Regions from separate parts of the Mus musculus genome. Here region 2 is linked to region 1. Evidence: chromatin contacts called from public promoter capture Hi-C data. All regions are on one chromosome and are shown on one strand. Each heading gives the region's core, a stretch centred on a gene start, on an enhancer-like site or on the middle of the called end of the contact. The rest is flanking DNA. Distances are from core to core; before and after follow the strand shown.

Evidence for each region. Promoter capture Hi-C pulls out the DNA fragments that hold promoters and counts their contacts.
Region 2: a promoter capture Hi-C map of liver shows a contact between it and region 1, with 2.4 times the contacts expected there. The contact joins the promoter of Zhx3 here to the enhancer-like site in region 1. A contact is called at or near these places in 11 of 39 promoter capture datasets (the 3T3-L1 cell line, 3T3-L1-derived adipocytes, the HPC-7 cell line and 6 more) and 1 of 9 other capture datasets (liver).

Annotation. Positions count from the first base shown.
Region 1 is chr2:160,337,105-160,344,273 of GRCm38.p6, forward strand. It overlaps Gm46773 and a transcript of Gm826 not described here. Among named protein-coding and RNA genes, the nearest start is that of Gm826, 13 kb to the left of the region's middle. Within about 2 kb of position 2,592, at least 5 of the 459 cell types and tissues checked have an H3K27ac peak or open chromatin away from gene starts, as enhancers often do. A contact at or near this core is called in liver, where this site is marked.
Region 2 is chr2:160,870,137-160,877,305 of GRCm38.p6, forward strand. Zhx3 (zinc fingers and homeoboxes 3) reads right to left here and starts at 2,854. Exons shown (of 4, transcript NM_177263.3): 1 at 2,655-2,854. Gm35129 (a long non-coding RNA gene) reads left to right here and starts at 2,862. Exons shown (of 3, transcript XR_866921.2): 1 at 2,862-5,295.

The sequences.
Region 1 (7,169 bases), core at 1,342-3,841:
TGGACTGTGATGCCGAACCATAAGCTAAAATAAGCCCCTTCCTCCCCAAGTTGCTTTTGATCATGGTGTTTTATCACAGTAATAGAAGCCTTAAGACAGACAGACAGACAGACAGACAGACAGACAGACAGACACACACACACACACACACACACACACACACACACACACACACACAGAGCAGTTTGCCGTCCATCTCTGAGTCCCTCCCCAGTCCCCCTGGCAGACTGTACAGAGAAGGGCCAAGTTCAGTGTACCAGCAAATTTCCCACTATGGGCAGCCAGAAGTCTGCTTTGCTGTGATTTGAGGCAGAGCATGCATCTGAGTCCCCTGGGTATAAATCCACTAGGCTGTCACTCACTAGCTGGGGGCCATTCCTGGTGACTATCAATCCTTAGCCTGTCATCAACACTGACAGTGTAGACTTAGGCAGTTGGAAGTGGGAGAATATATGAGGTCCAGGGAAGACAAAGAGGTCGTCCACATTGCCTACGTCTATCAGAGCCCAGAACACGGCACTACCATGGACTCTACCTGCATCTGTCCTGCCTTGTTTATAGCTATCTTCCCAGGGCCTCCCCTCATTCTTGCCACAGAGGAACATGTGGCTAACCAAATTGATATCCCACTTGGGGCAGTTCCCCCAGCCCATCAGTAGTCTGGGAACTCTACTCTTTTACTTCCAGCTGGGAAAAGATGGAAGAGGCAGAGAGTAGGGACACCTTTGCTCTCACCAGCGTTAGCCAGACATTCCAGGGGCCATCTTTCCCTGGAAGCGCCATACATAGATAATGAGAGCTGAATCAGTGTCAGAGGTCTGGATTCAAATCTCAGCTCCATCCACTACAGTATGGCCTTGGGCCAGTGGCACAACTTCAAATTTCAGATGAAAACATGATTAAAAGAAGCATGATCAGTACAATAGCTCCACTAGTGGAAGGAGTTAAAGGGACCTGATGGGTCGCAGACAGCTCTAACTGGCTAATATCACTCTGCAGGTCATTGGAAGCCATTGATCCATTTCCCAGTGCCGCTCAGCAAGCATAGATGCTCTTGACCCCATAATCAGCTTTCCCTCTATGATGTCAGGCAATGCCCTCCCATAGGATCTGGTTTTGAGACCCTACACAGGATCTTCAAAGTCTTTTTCCTTCCCTCTCCTGGAGGGAGTCTAATGTCCGAACTGAATGAGAACTCAACACCAAGACATTTGAGCCACACGGAACAGGATGTGCCTCACTAACCCCTTGGGACCCTTTGCTTCAGTGCAAACAGTTGGGGGCCGCATCAGTATTCTTGAGGTGATCACACCAGGAGGGGCTGGTCAACTCACTCTGTTTATCTGAGGTTCTGTGTCTGTCTGTAAAGTGGAATCAATGCAAGGACCTACCTCAAAAAGATACTGGTGTGATCAAATGAGATTATACATGAAAATGGTACAGTTCTTAAGCATTAGGTCACATTAGGAGGCAGCTAAGAGCTTGCTTCTGCCTTATTCGTGTGCTGATTCTTCCTGCGATCTTCTCAAGTCAGAAAGCTGTCAGATTTTAACTGAATCTGTATAAATAACTAAGAACAGATCAGGAGATCTGTGGCCCACCACACACTGCTCCAGAAGCATATTCGTCACCCAGCTGCCTCCCTCCACCTCCCTTGCCCCCTGGACACATATGCCCCCAGGACTGATAATAGGGTTCTCTCTGTGTCTCCGGGTCCTTAACTTAGCAACTAACGCAAGGACATAAACTGGATCCCTTTTGGTCGTGGCTGGCCTAAATCCAGGAAGACCGTTTGAGAGCCATTTATTCCGACTCTCCCTACATGGAGGAGCCTAGATGAGCACAATAGGAAGCCATCACTGGGCTCTCACCAGGCTGCAAGCTTCTCCAGTAGCTCACTAACTCACTACAGTATCAGGCCATCAATGGGTGAGTTTCAAGTGGGTCGGTCCAAGTGACTTGCCCAAGAGCCCATGGATACAGTCATAAAATTAGGATTTGAACCCTGGACTGTGAAACACCAAACCTCTTCCCTTTTTGCAAAGCTAATTGGAATGTTCGTAACAGAGGTGAAAAACTGAATGGGAAATAGGTTTGTTCATCCGGTTTTTTTTTTTTTTGAATGATCGTATGCCAACCTGATGCCAGAGATCTACCATGCATAAATTATCCATAGCAGTTTGACAAGAGTTTCCTTGAGATTTGGGGTCTGTGGTCCTTCTCCTTAAGCTGGAAACCTCAGATCACCAGAATACAGAAGTGAGGCTCCATTGCCATACGACCGACCTCCACGTTACAGCATAGAGCACTTGGAAGCATAAGCTGCCACTCAGAAACCCTAACCCCCCACTACCCTGAAACCACTTGAGGCCATGTGTGCTGCTTCAGATGATAATCCTGCAACCTCAGCCTTGAGCCACAACAGCCTGGATCCCAGACACGGGAGCAAAGAAGCGTCTTGAAGAGGATCCCCATTCCCAGAACTGTAGTCATCCCAGCTGAGCTGCTCAAATATTACAAAGCAGAAAGGAGCTGTCCCCTGGTGTCCTTCACTTGTCCCTGCCCTCAGAGTCTGTGAGCAAAGTGTAAGGGATGCTGTCTGACAACAGCAAGCTGTGGGAGGTGTGTTGGGCAGCGGCACCCACGTCACCAGGACACCTTCTTACGACACAGGCTCTTATTTCCCAATGCTTTGGACTTGACCGTGGAAATGCACATGGAGTCCAAAGTCAAAGCTCTCATGGACCATTGGAAAGTTCTCATTTGGCCCAGGTCATTGGCTGCAGAGTTGGTGAAGGCATGAACCATTGGCAGCCATTCGTCCTTCCTCAGGAGTTATTGTATTGCTGCTATATCTGTCTGTGCCTGTCCTAGTGCTAGGGACAGGGTGACAGGCAGGCTTTGCCCTTAGCATTTGGTCCTGCAGAACAGATGGACATCAGACCAAACATTTTAAGTGAAAAATGGAAACCCACACCTAAGGAGCAGCAAATTATACTCAGTACATGAGCAGGGTAGACCTAAGATGCTCTGAGTCTGTGTGCATCTGACATGGATGATAGCAGAGGCAGAAGACTGCCAGCAAAGAGAATAGCCTGGGAGAGGTTCAGTCAAGAGACCTGAGAGGTTTTCTAGGGCGTATCAGGTGGACAGTGTGACTAGAGAAAAGCCCCAGGGCAGGGGTGGGGCTGGAGGACCCTGGGAAGGAGCCGAGCATGTCCCACCATGTGACTTCCTCCAGCACAAAGTCCCAATCTGTGACCTGTGGACTTTTCTTCCCTCCTTCCCGAGAGCTGTGACCTGTGGGTCCCCTCTCGTTCCTGGAGCTCTTGGTGGCTTCCCCACTCTGATGCTCCCTTCTCTGTTTCTGGGCCACCACCCCTTGCCCAGTCATTACTATAACAGGACTTTCCCTTCTCACAAGACAGTAACACTTCCCAGATGCCTATACACTACTTGGATGGCCCCAGGATATTAAGTGAAAACCCAAGGTTATAATATGTTTGTGTTTGATCTTTTAAAAAAAAAAAAACCGAATTGCAATTGTCCTACTTAATTTTAAGCCATGTCCTTTTGGGAAGTCTCAAGCTTTAACATAAAGCACACCCACTGTTTTCTGAGGCTTGGCACTCCAAAGTTTTATGAAATTATTAATAATTTCAAACAGGCTATTTGAATTCTAACATAGCCTTCCACCTGCCCTTCAGAGACCTCCTCACTCTTTCTCTTATTGAGTTTAAGACCTGGGCCGTACTAGGTCATTTTTGTCCTAGAGTTCTGAGCCCCCCCATCTCATCGCTTCAAAGCTCCACATGAAACTGGGTAAAGTATGTCATGTCTGGGCCTCAGCCACCTTGGGTTAGATACTGAGCACTCTACCCTAAGGCTATGCTGTGTTTGGGGGATTCTGGAACTCCTCACTATGCTATAGCTGGCCCACACAGAAGGGAAGGCTGACCATGGGTAATAGAACAGCCTGTGCAGTCAAGCCAGGCCACATCTGACCACACCATATTGATGTACGTGCTGTGTGTGTGTGCACCTGTGCAAAAGAAAACAGACACAAAGACCCCCTCTACCAGCCTCAGTAGCAGCTGACAGTGACTTCCATCTCCCCTGTGTCTAAGGGAAGAGACCAGAAACCTCCCAAGGCCCCAGACGAAGATCATAGTTCACAGAAGAAGCTGAGGACAGGGCAAAGTCTAGCAAGCACCTAGCAAACACCTAGCAAGCACCTAGCAAGCACCAGGGGCCTCCCAGTACCTCATGACTTAATCGGCTCCCAAGGAAATCAGAGCAAAGGAATTCAAGGCTCTGGAAGGCAGTGGGCATGCCTACAGGGAATCTGTGAGAAGCAGGTGCCACTCTGCCTTTTCTCTCCATTTAATTCCCAGGGATTGGAACATAGAATCAGATGTACAGTAACACTCTGTTGAATATGTGATTAAGTGAATGAATGAATGAATGAATGAATAGTCAAAAAAAAAAAAACTGTATCCCAGATCTAATGACTCCAAAGTCTAGAAGGCCCTTGTTTTGCAGATATGTAAGGACTAGACCAAAGAGGGCTGGAGAAATGGCCCAACAGCTAAGAGCACTGGCTATTCTTCCAGAGGACCCACGTTCAATTCAAAGCACCTACATAAAAGCTCACAATTGCCTATAACTCCAGTTCCAGGGAATCCAGCATCTTCTTCTGGCCTCCATGGGTACCTGTATGCACAGGTACAACTCGTGCATGCATACACACACACACACACACACACACACACACACACACACACACACGAGCGTGTGCACACACACACACACACATACTTGCACACAATAATTTTTTAAGGTGGACCAAATGAACATACAGCAGCAAGGAAGCAGAGACTACAACAGCCTCAAGCCCTACTCTAAGGATGCAGAGACTACATTCTCAGGTCCTACTAAGAACAAAGATAGGAAAAATGAGCAGACAATATTTGACAGAGGTTTTGAAGTTTAAATAGGAGTTTTCCAGGCTGGTCACTCATTTTCCAAATGTTTAACAAACACCTACTGAATGTGAGACACCAGGCTAGGAACTCAGGATCCACCAGTGAAGGATTTCTACCCTCTTAGAGCACGCATTCAAGGTGACCCAGAGATGGTATTCCAGGCTGAGGGAAGAAGAATAAGGAGGATTCTGAAAGTGAAGAATATGGAGCTCGTTGGACACGAGAGAGGTGGAGAAGCGAGCAAGATCCAGAAGCTCCTGAGTAGTGTCAAGACTTGGTGGCATCCTAAGACATGGTCACCATAGCCCCTTAACTGAATATCTTGACTGGCCTGTGGTTATGTTTTAATCCATCTGTCTTTACACATTCTTAAGCCACAGCTACTCCCCTGAAAGATGCAGAGCTAAAGAGGTATGCACTGGGTGCCAATTAAGAGAAAAGAAATGATTTTGCTCCATTTTTTTCATATCTGATACTGATTTAAGTATTGAAAAACATTTATTCCCACATTTAAAGCCAACATTTTTTATGTCAAGTATTCAGGCCCCTGCACAGGTGCTTACGTTGCTTATAAAATATGTGACATGTTTTAATTTCTCTAAATCAATCAATCATCCCTGATGCCTTTGGCAGGAAGAAAGATAGAAAACAGGCTTTTATTTTATTAGGAGCGCTTGTCAACATTTCAACTGGGAAGTTGCCTGGCCCAAGTTTCTGCAGATTGCTGGGGAATATGAAAGTAGCCGGCTCTAGGTTGAGTTTGGATGAGAGTCCAAGGGTCAGGAAGGACTGTGGGTCTTGGGTTCAAGTAGGACCCATTGGGGCATGGGACCACAGGGAAATTGAAGATAGGCATTTTGTCTTCAGGAAGAAGCTTGTCAGTGGTGGAGCCATGACAGCTGGGCTCTACTGTGTCTAGATTCAGCCTCTTGGCCAGCTGGGAAACAGAGTCTAAGGGTCCAGTGGCAGTTAAGGATATGAAGGCGAAGGAAGGGACCCTTAGGTCTCTGTAAGAAGGGAATAGGGTGATGAGGATACTAACATGGGGATTAGGGACCAATATTTGTGAAGAAGACCTGAGAATGAGCAGAGGGCAGGCCCACCGCAAGTGCTCAGCAGGGTCTAGGAAATGAGATTTTAAACGCCACGCTGACATATCTGTTTTGCTGAGTTCCTTGATCACTTCGGTACATTGGATGCTTTTCACGAGCTCAGGGGATCACCTGAGAAGGCTTTTCACTTGGCCATTTTGCAAACTGGAGTTCAGGGAGCTTATAGAAAGAACCAAGACCCAAACCCAATTCTATGTGAACCTAGCACCCAGGTCCTTTCTGTCTCTTGAGATCTCAACTCTTGAGGGAACAAAGTACAAAGACTGGGCTCTGTATGGTTTTCATGGGCCTGAGGAACTCCGGTATTCCTGAGGCCCTTTCTCCATAAAAAGGTTAAACTTCTACCCAGTGCCTATTGACACAACAGCTTCTTGTTTCTTCCAGTTTCTTCCTTTGGTATCAAAGGCATGAAGTCATCTTCATAGGCCTCGAGCCAGTATCCAGGGATCCATTTCCCATGGCCTGTGCCTGCCTGGGATGTCAGCCATAGTGTGTCTCTGTGTCTTAGACAATTAGATCCTTCAAAACTAACTACAGCCACACTTTGCCCTGTGTGTGAGGAAGATAGATAGTACAGCACCTGCCAGCATGCCACCAGGTCACTGCTGAGGCTGTGGCACTTTTTCTGAGACCCTTTGATCTTTTCAGGTTGTCAGCTTCATGGGTAGGAAGAAGGAAAACCCAGCTGCCTTGAGACTCAATCCAGACCAACTCCATGCCTACCAAGGAACATCAGAAAAATGCAGCCTGCCCAGGACCAGTGTGCTGGACCCTGGTGTTAGACTGAGGCTGTAGCAGCTCTCTGTCCCCCGCTGGAGCTGATGGTCCAGCGGCTCCCCTTGCTTCCTGGGAGAGTCAGGCTCCATGGGTGGCCTTTGGAACCTCTCTTTCCTCCCCACTCCTCCTCCCATCATTCCAAAACGTAGGGCAAAGACAATGGGCACTGGGGGAGGGGGAAGGTTGCCCAGCCCAACCTTTGAAAACTGCTAAGCCCTGGCCTGACAGTTCTCTTTTCCTGGAGCTTTCTGATATTCTCCATGCTAGCCCTGATGTCAGCCTAGGAAAGAAAGCA
Region 2 (7,169 bases), core at 1,604-4,103, 530 kb after region 1:
TTTTATTATTATTTTTATGTGTATGGATGTTTTGTCTTTGGTATATCTGTGCACCACTGTTCTGCTGGTACCCACAGAAGTCAGTGGAAGGCATTGGACTCCTGGGGCTAGAGTTGCAGATAGTTGTCCATGTGTGTGCTGGAGATGGAACCTAGTCCTCTTTGGAAGAGCAGCCAGTGCTCTTAGCTGCTGAGCTGTCTCTCCAGTCCCTAAGATTGTCATTCTTTTCAAGATACTAAGGCTCACTTTGTAAAGTTCATCTAGATATATTAACAAGAGGAAAATTGCAGAGTTTACAAATGTGTTACTCCACCTCATGATATAGCTACTTAGAAGTCTACCAGCAATGTCACATGACTAGATGGACAACTAGCATCCATTGTTTACTCAGTGAGCAAATACTAAATACCTATAGTGGAGCAGGAACAGTTCTAAACCCTGAGGGTACTCAGTGAAACAAGGCCTCGAGCTGGTTAGATAGCAAAGGAGACAGACAATAAACCAACAAATAAATACTACCAAGTGGTGCTAAGTACAGCAGAGGGTGATGTGATCTTGTAGAGTTGTTGGGAAATCCTGAAGACCTAAAGTTAAGGAAACCCATCTTAACTTTACAGTATCTAGGCCAGCTGTGTACACAGAAGAAGCATAAATGCAGAGGTGCTGAGGCTGGAGTATGACTGAAGTTCTTAAAAAGCTGAGACTGATTTGGCCAGGTTGGAGACAGGCAGCGCAATAGGCCATAGAGAGGACTGCAGGAGAAGTTACTGGAGGGCTGCAAGCATACAACTCTTGAGACCTGGATTTCTTTTCTTCTTCTTCTTCTTTTTTTTAAAAGTTTTTAAAGGGAAAATAATTGCTCATAAAAGCAAGACATACCCCTCACAATCTATTTATAAATGGAAGGAAAAGTATACGATAAAACTCATATAGGCTGGTAGCACTTTGAGAGAGAGAAAAAAGAAAACACATATACTTGGGAGCAAAAGACTGAAAAAGATAAATGCCAAACTAGTTTACTAGTGTTTGTAAATTATGAGGATTTTTTCCCTTACGCGTTTGTTACTCAAATTTTCTGCCTTAAAAATAAATCAGAGACAGAAAAACAGAGATGCTCACCCATACACAAGTGCTCACACATGCTCATTCTCTCTCTCTCTCTCTCTCTCTCTCACACACACACACACACACACACCACACCACACCACACCCCGTACATCCCAATTTTGGACACAACTAGTCTGAAATCTCACTTCAACTGAGGGAAAAAACCATCATAGGGAACTTTTTCTTTTCCAAAAAAATTACCACACTTCCCACGCAATGTTTGCCTGTCATGAACCACTGCACAAATCAAGCATGGCCCAATGTATCAAGGTCACAAAACCAACTTGGTTAATATGTTTATCATTACACAGCAGCCCTGTCCCTTAAAGCTGCTTTGATACCATCTCTCCAAGGCACACACATACAAAGGCCCTTTTGCTCATTTCCTAAGTCTCTTTGATACATTCTTTGCTGTTTCTGGATTTTTCCACTGTATGTCTCTTAGAAGCAAATTAAGCCCGAAATCAGTTGTTCCAGCTAATGAAGTGTGCTTTTGGATCTTTTCTCCTCGGTTGAGAATTATCCGGCAAGCTACCAATTATTTTAGAACACATTTCTGTTAGTTTTGAAATATTGTGATGCTACGTTACCACAAACAAAAAAATAAATCAAGATAGCAACATACGAGACCATGTGTGTTTGTGTGTGTGTGTGTGTGTATGTATGTGTATATATATATATATATATATATATATATATATATATATATATATATATATGAAAAGTGCCGTACTCTTTTTTTTCATTAAAAAAATGTGTAGATGCCTCATGAATAAACATTTTAGGCTATCTAGATAAATATATGTGTTGGCATGACATCCAGAAAGGCAGAAAAGAGCATGCCTTCCCTTCTCTAACACCCCCACCCCCACCCGCGTCACATAACAGTTTCTCACAGGACACACTACCCTGGCAATCACTGTTCACAAATGCAAGCCACACAACTCAGAATGCCTCAAGCTCTCAGGTACTTTGCACCCTAAGCCCCACACCCCACCCACTCCCCAATCACTTCCAACAGGTTTCTCTGAATGAAAACCCCAAACTGGAGAGGCTTCCCAGGTCCCAAACTCTGCTCACACGCCCATCTGGATATCCCAGAACCCGGGTGTTTCCGCGTGGGCAAGGAGGATTCCACTGTACCCCGGAGTGGTTCGAGTCCCGACGCTCATTTCACCAGACGCACCGGTGCCAGCCGCTCGCCAGCCGCCCGCGGGATGCGGACACACGCACCCACGGCCAGGCCCCCCACCTCCGGCCCGCTTCGGCTCCTTCTGCAACTCTGTCCCGCGCGACCACCCAGACCCTGGACTCCCGGGCGTGGAGCCCACGGCGAGCGAGCGCGGCGCTGACAGATGGGGAAGGCGGGACATCGGGGGGAAGGGGCGGGGCCGCTCGGAGCGGGGGTGCTGGCGGCTGACAGGGCCGGGCGGGAGCCGGGCCTGGCGGGAAGGCGCTCGCAGACACACAGGGGCTGACAGGCGGGGAGACACACAGACGCCCGGGACTGACAGCTCTGGGGACGTTGGGCCTCGGCGGGCGCTCACCTGGCGGCGGCGGCGGCGGCACCCGTGGCCCCCGCTGCTCTCCCCACGCCGCGAGCCTCCCTCCTTCCTTGGTGGGCGGCCGGCCGGCACAGGCCCCGCGGAGGCGGCGGCGGCGGCGGTGGCGACGCCAGATCCACGGACTGCTTCTGGGGCGAAGACGAGCAGCACCAACTGACTCCCGGCCGCTCGGCCGAGCTCGGTGGCACTCGGAGGCGTTCGGCTCCGGTCGGCCCTCCTCGACTCGGCTGGGGGCGTGGCTCGACCCCACCCCCCACCCCCCGCCCGGGTCGCCTCAGGCGCTAGGAGGCGGGGCTTTGGGAACGGGCGCAAGCCCCTTGACGTCGCGGGGAGCGGACCTTACCCAGAGCGCATGCGCAGCTCGGCTGCGGGCCAGCGTTCTCTGTGTTGGGGGCCACGGGGGCAGGGGAGGCGGACAACTGAGCGGATGCTGAGGCCCTAAGCGGTTCCCGGCCTTTGTGCTCCGTATCCTGGTCTTTCTTGAGGGCCACCTAAGGAAGGCCACACGAGGTTAAACTTTCAAAAGGATGTAGTCTGGGCAAGGGTCCCAGACCCATGCGCCCTCTCTCCAGTGCAGTGTTTCCAAATTAGCCACATTTGGGAGTTGCTTTAACGCCACTAAGGGTTCACGGCAGGTTCTAGTATCTTGTTTACTCAGAGAAATAGCGGCCGAAACGAAGGCATGATCTCCGATTCTTTAACACTGTCTTAGGATAGTGGCGCTTTCAAACACCTGCTCCCTTCATGTACATTTTCACAGCTGCTGTTGGCCTGGAATTAAAAATCTTGGTTCCTGTTCCAGGCACCTTTTCACAACAGAACCTAAATCTGTGGCAAATATGTTTAGAAAGTGGTCCCCTACTGCTTCGGATCCAGATTGACAAATAGAGCTCTGAAGACTGAGCGGGTCCCAACCCCAAATTAGCTTATATCGAATATCAACTGGCCACAATTGCTCATCCACAAAAGGCAACAAAATGTTAGGATTATATAGAATGAGTGAGAAGATTAAATGGCAGTCTATATAAAGCTTCTTGCACGTTATCTTGGTGTTTAGCAAATGAGGCTGACTTTATTGCTGTGTATAAGATGGTCTACACCCATAATCTCACTGAAAGAGGCTGAAGCAGGAGGATTGCAAGTTTGGGATCAGCCTAGGCTACAAAGCAAGTTCCAAACCAGTCTGGACTACATAGTAAGAACCTGTCTCAAAGAGCAAAACAAAAAAAGCTGAATTTATCACAGTTAGTAAATGTATGTTTTAAGTGTGAGCAATGTGTCAAACTTAACATGTCCAGCATCAAACACTAGAACTTGTACCTTAACACACTGCATATGGTTATTACACAATCTTCCTCATTACATACAGTTCATGTCAAGCCCAGTTTTGTTTTGTTTTGTTTTGTTTTGTTTTGTTTTTAATGATCAGGCCAAAGGTCTCAGCCACCCTTCACTCCTCTCTTCCAATCATAGCCATCTTAATCCATTAGCCAGCCTGCCAGCCCCACCTTTAGACATCTGCATGCTGGGAATACTGCAATAGCATCTTCCCTACCTGCTCTCCTTCATTCCAGCCTGTAGTCAACACAGCAGTCACTGGGATCTTGTTAAAGCCTAAGCCAAAATAATGTTCCTGGGGGCTGGGGGGGAGGAGAGGAAGGAAGGGAAAACGATTAGAATGTAAAATAAATCATTTTTTTATAAAAAAAAACCCAATGGTTTCTATCTTGGGCACATTATTTTTTTAAAAAACAGCCTTTATTCCAGGGACCCCTAGATCACGTGCAATCTGTACCTTTTTTCTAACTAAGCGCATTTCCTTCTTCCTCTTGCCTCAGCCAGCCACACCAGCCTCCTTCCTGCCCCTGGAACATGAATGACTCTTGCACTTAGGATATGTTCTCCTGAGCATCGGGAAGATGTGTCTCACTTCACATTTCTATTCAAAAGGTATTTCCTTTGATGGATATCAAGTCCCACCCTCACCATGCCGTCTCCCTTTTCTGTGCTTTGCCTCTCTGCCTGGCCTGTATAACCTCTCCTATCTTTCATGTCCCTCAGGGCAGGAATGTTTGTTTTGCTTATTTTCAGCATCTGGAACATGGGCAGACATGTTCAAACACTCAATATTTCTTGAATGAATGAGTATATAAGATATGTTGTACTCCAATTTATTTTTATTTATTCAACCAATTTTCCAAGTACCTCGTCTCACCTAGGCACTCTGAGAGATGAAGACGTAAGCAAGACAGTCTCCCAGATGCCAAAGAGCTCCATATTTCAGAAGAGACAGACATGTCACGCTGCAGTTCTGGAGGAGAATATGCAAATGCCAACTGCTTTGGTAAACATAGCACAGAGGGTATAATTACCAGTATGGAGCAAGTAAGCTGGTGCTTACATGTAATCCCAGATACTCAGGAGGCTAAGGCAGAAGGACCACAAGTTTGAGCCAGCCTTGGCAACTTTAGCAAGACCTTATCTCAAGATAAAAATTAAAGGCAGAAGAGAGACTTGCTACTGGGGGCATACAGTGCTTGCCCTGGCATAGCCAAGCCCTGGAGTTCCATCTCCAGTACCAGTGGAGAGAACAAACATCCAAAGGGCCAAAGAAACAATGAAGGTGAGTGGGGGAAGGGCTCCCAATAACACTGGAAGCTGGAAGCTGAGCCTGGGGAGATGACTGGAAGTGAGTCTAGGCAGAGGCAGCAACCAGCACACACTTAGTGTCGGGAAGGATCTCAAGGAGGAGGGGAAGTTGTTGATGATATTTAATCAGAGGCAAATTATTTTCCTTCAACAGAAAAAGGACCCATGAGAGGACTCGGCAGGTTAGGCACTTGCTGCCAAGCCTGAAAATCCGAGTCTCATCCCCGGGACCCACATGGTAGAAAGAAAAAAACTGACTCCTGATAGCTCTCTGGTCCCGTAAATAAATAAATAAAATTTAAAAGTTTCTTTTAAAATGAAATGTCCTAGGAAGATGGCTTGGACAGTAAACCTCTTGAGAATAGAAGTTTGGATCCCCCAGACTTAAAAACCACTGGTGTGCTTGAAAAAAAAGTGGATTTGGGGCACATATACCCAAAGGACCCTAAAGACGCTTGCAGATACATGACTATATATAAATCTTTACCCTAGCAAGGAAAGGGAGCTAGCTAACTTAGATGCTCATCAACTGGCGAGTACATAATGTTGTAATATGCATAATGGAATTTTACTCTGCATAATGAAAATATGAAACTTTCAGGGAGACGGGTGACTGGAAAGTAAATTTTAGCAAGGTGACACAAATTCAGAAAGAAAAGGCCTCACAATCTCTCTCAGATATGGATCCTAGCTTGTAATATATATATTACATATGAATTAGAGTAAAGGTCTGAAGAGTTGGCTCAGCAGTTAGGAGCTAGTACCACTCTTGCAAAGGACTCACGTTCAGTTTCCAGCACCCATGTCAAGTAGATCACAACTGCCTGTAATTCCAGCTTCAGGAGATCTGGCACCCTCTTCTGACCTATTTAGGAACTACACCCATGTGAACAAACCCATTCACAGTCATGAACACGTAATTTAAAAATAAGGGTTGGAGAGATGGCTCAATGGTTAAGAGCATTGGTTGCTCTTCCAGAGAACCTGCCTTCAATTCTCAGCCCCCAACACGACAGCTCACAACCATCTGTAACACACTAGTTCTAGAGCATCCCGCACTCTTCCAAATCCCAAGGACACTCCACACATATGGTACACATACATACACACAGGCAAACAATCATACACAAAAATAAAAATTTTAAAAAGTAATTTTTTTAAATTAAGAGCTGGAGAATCTAGACTCTCTGAGAGTAGAATCCCACAGTAGGCATCTTTCTCTACAATTCTTAATGATCAGGCCTGCGTCATACGTACAGAGATGATCCCAAACTGTCTGATAGACTCAAGAATATTTTGCAAGTTCTAAAAATAACCCAGATGGGATGAGACCGTGAGCAGGCTGTGGAAAGTATTCCGTGACTTTGCTGTGGGCCACAAGGCACGAAACTAAAACTGAGCTTTGCTGTTCAGAAAGAACTTGGCCACGAAACAACTACAGAAAAATCACATGGAAGAATCTCATAAAGAGAGACCAGGGAGACGGTATCTAAGGTGCTTGCTGTACAAGTATAGGTCTTTAATTCAGTCCTCAGAAGCCACAAGCCAGGCATAGTGGCTCGCACTTGTAATCCCACCAGTGGAGAGGCAGAGACCCAAAGATCTCTAGGGCTAACTAGCTAGGCACTTTAGTGAGCCCCAAGCCAATTAGAGAGCCTGTTTTGTTTGTTTGTTTGTTTTTTCTTTTTAAAAAATTAGGTATTTTCTTCATTTACATTTCAAATGCTATCCCAAAAGTCCCCCAGACCCTCCCCCTGCCACTCCCCTACCCACCCACTCCCACTTCTTGGCCCTGGCATTCCCCTGTACTGAGGCATATAAAGTTTGCAAGACCAAGGGGCCTCTCTT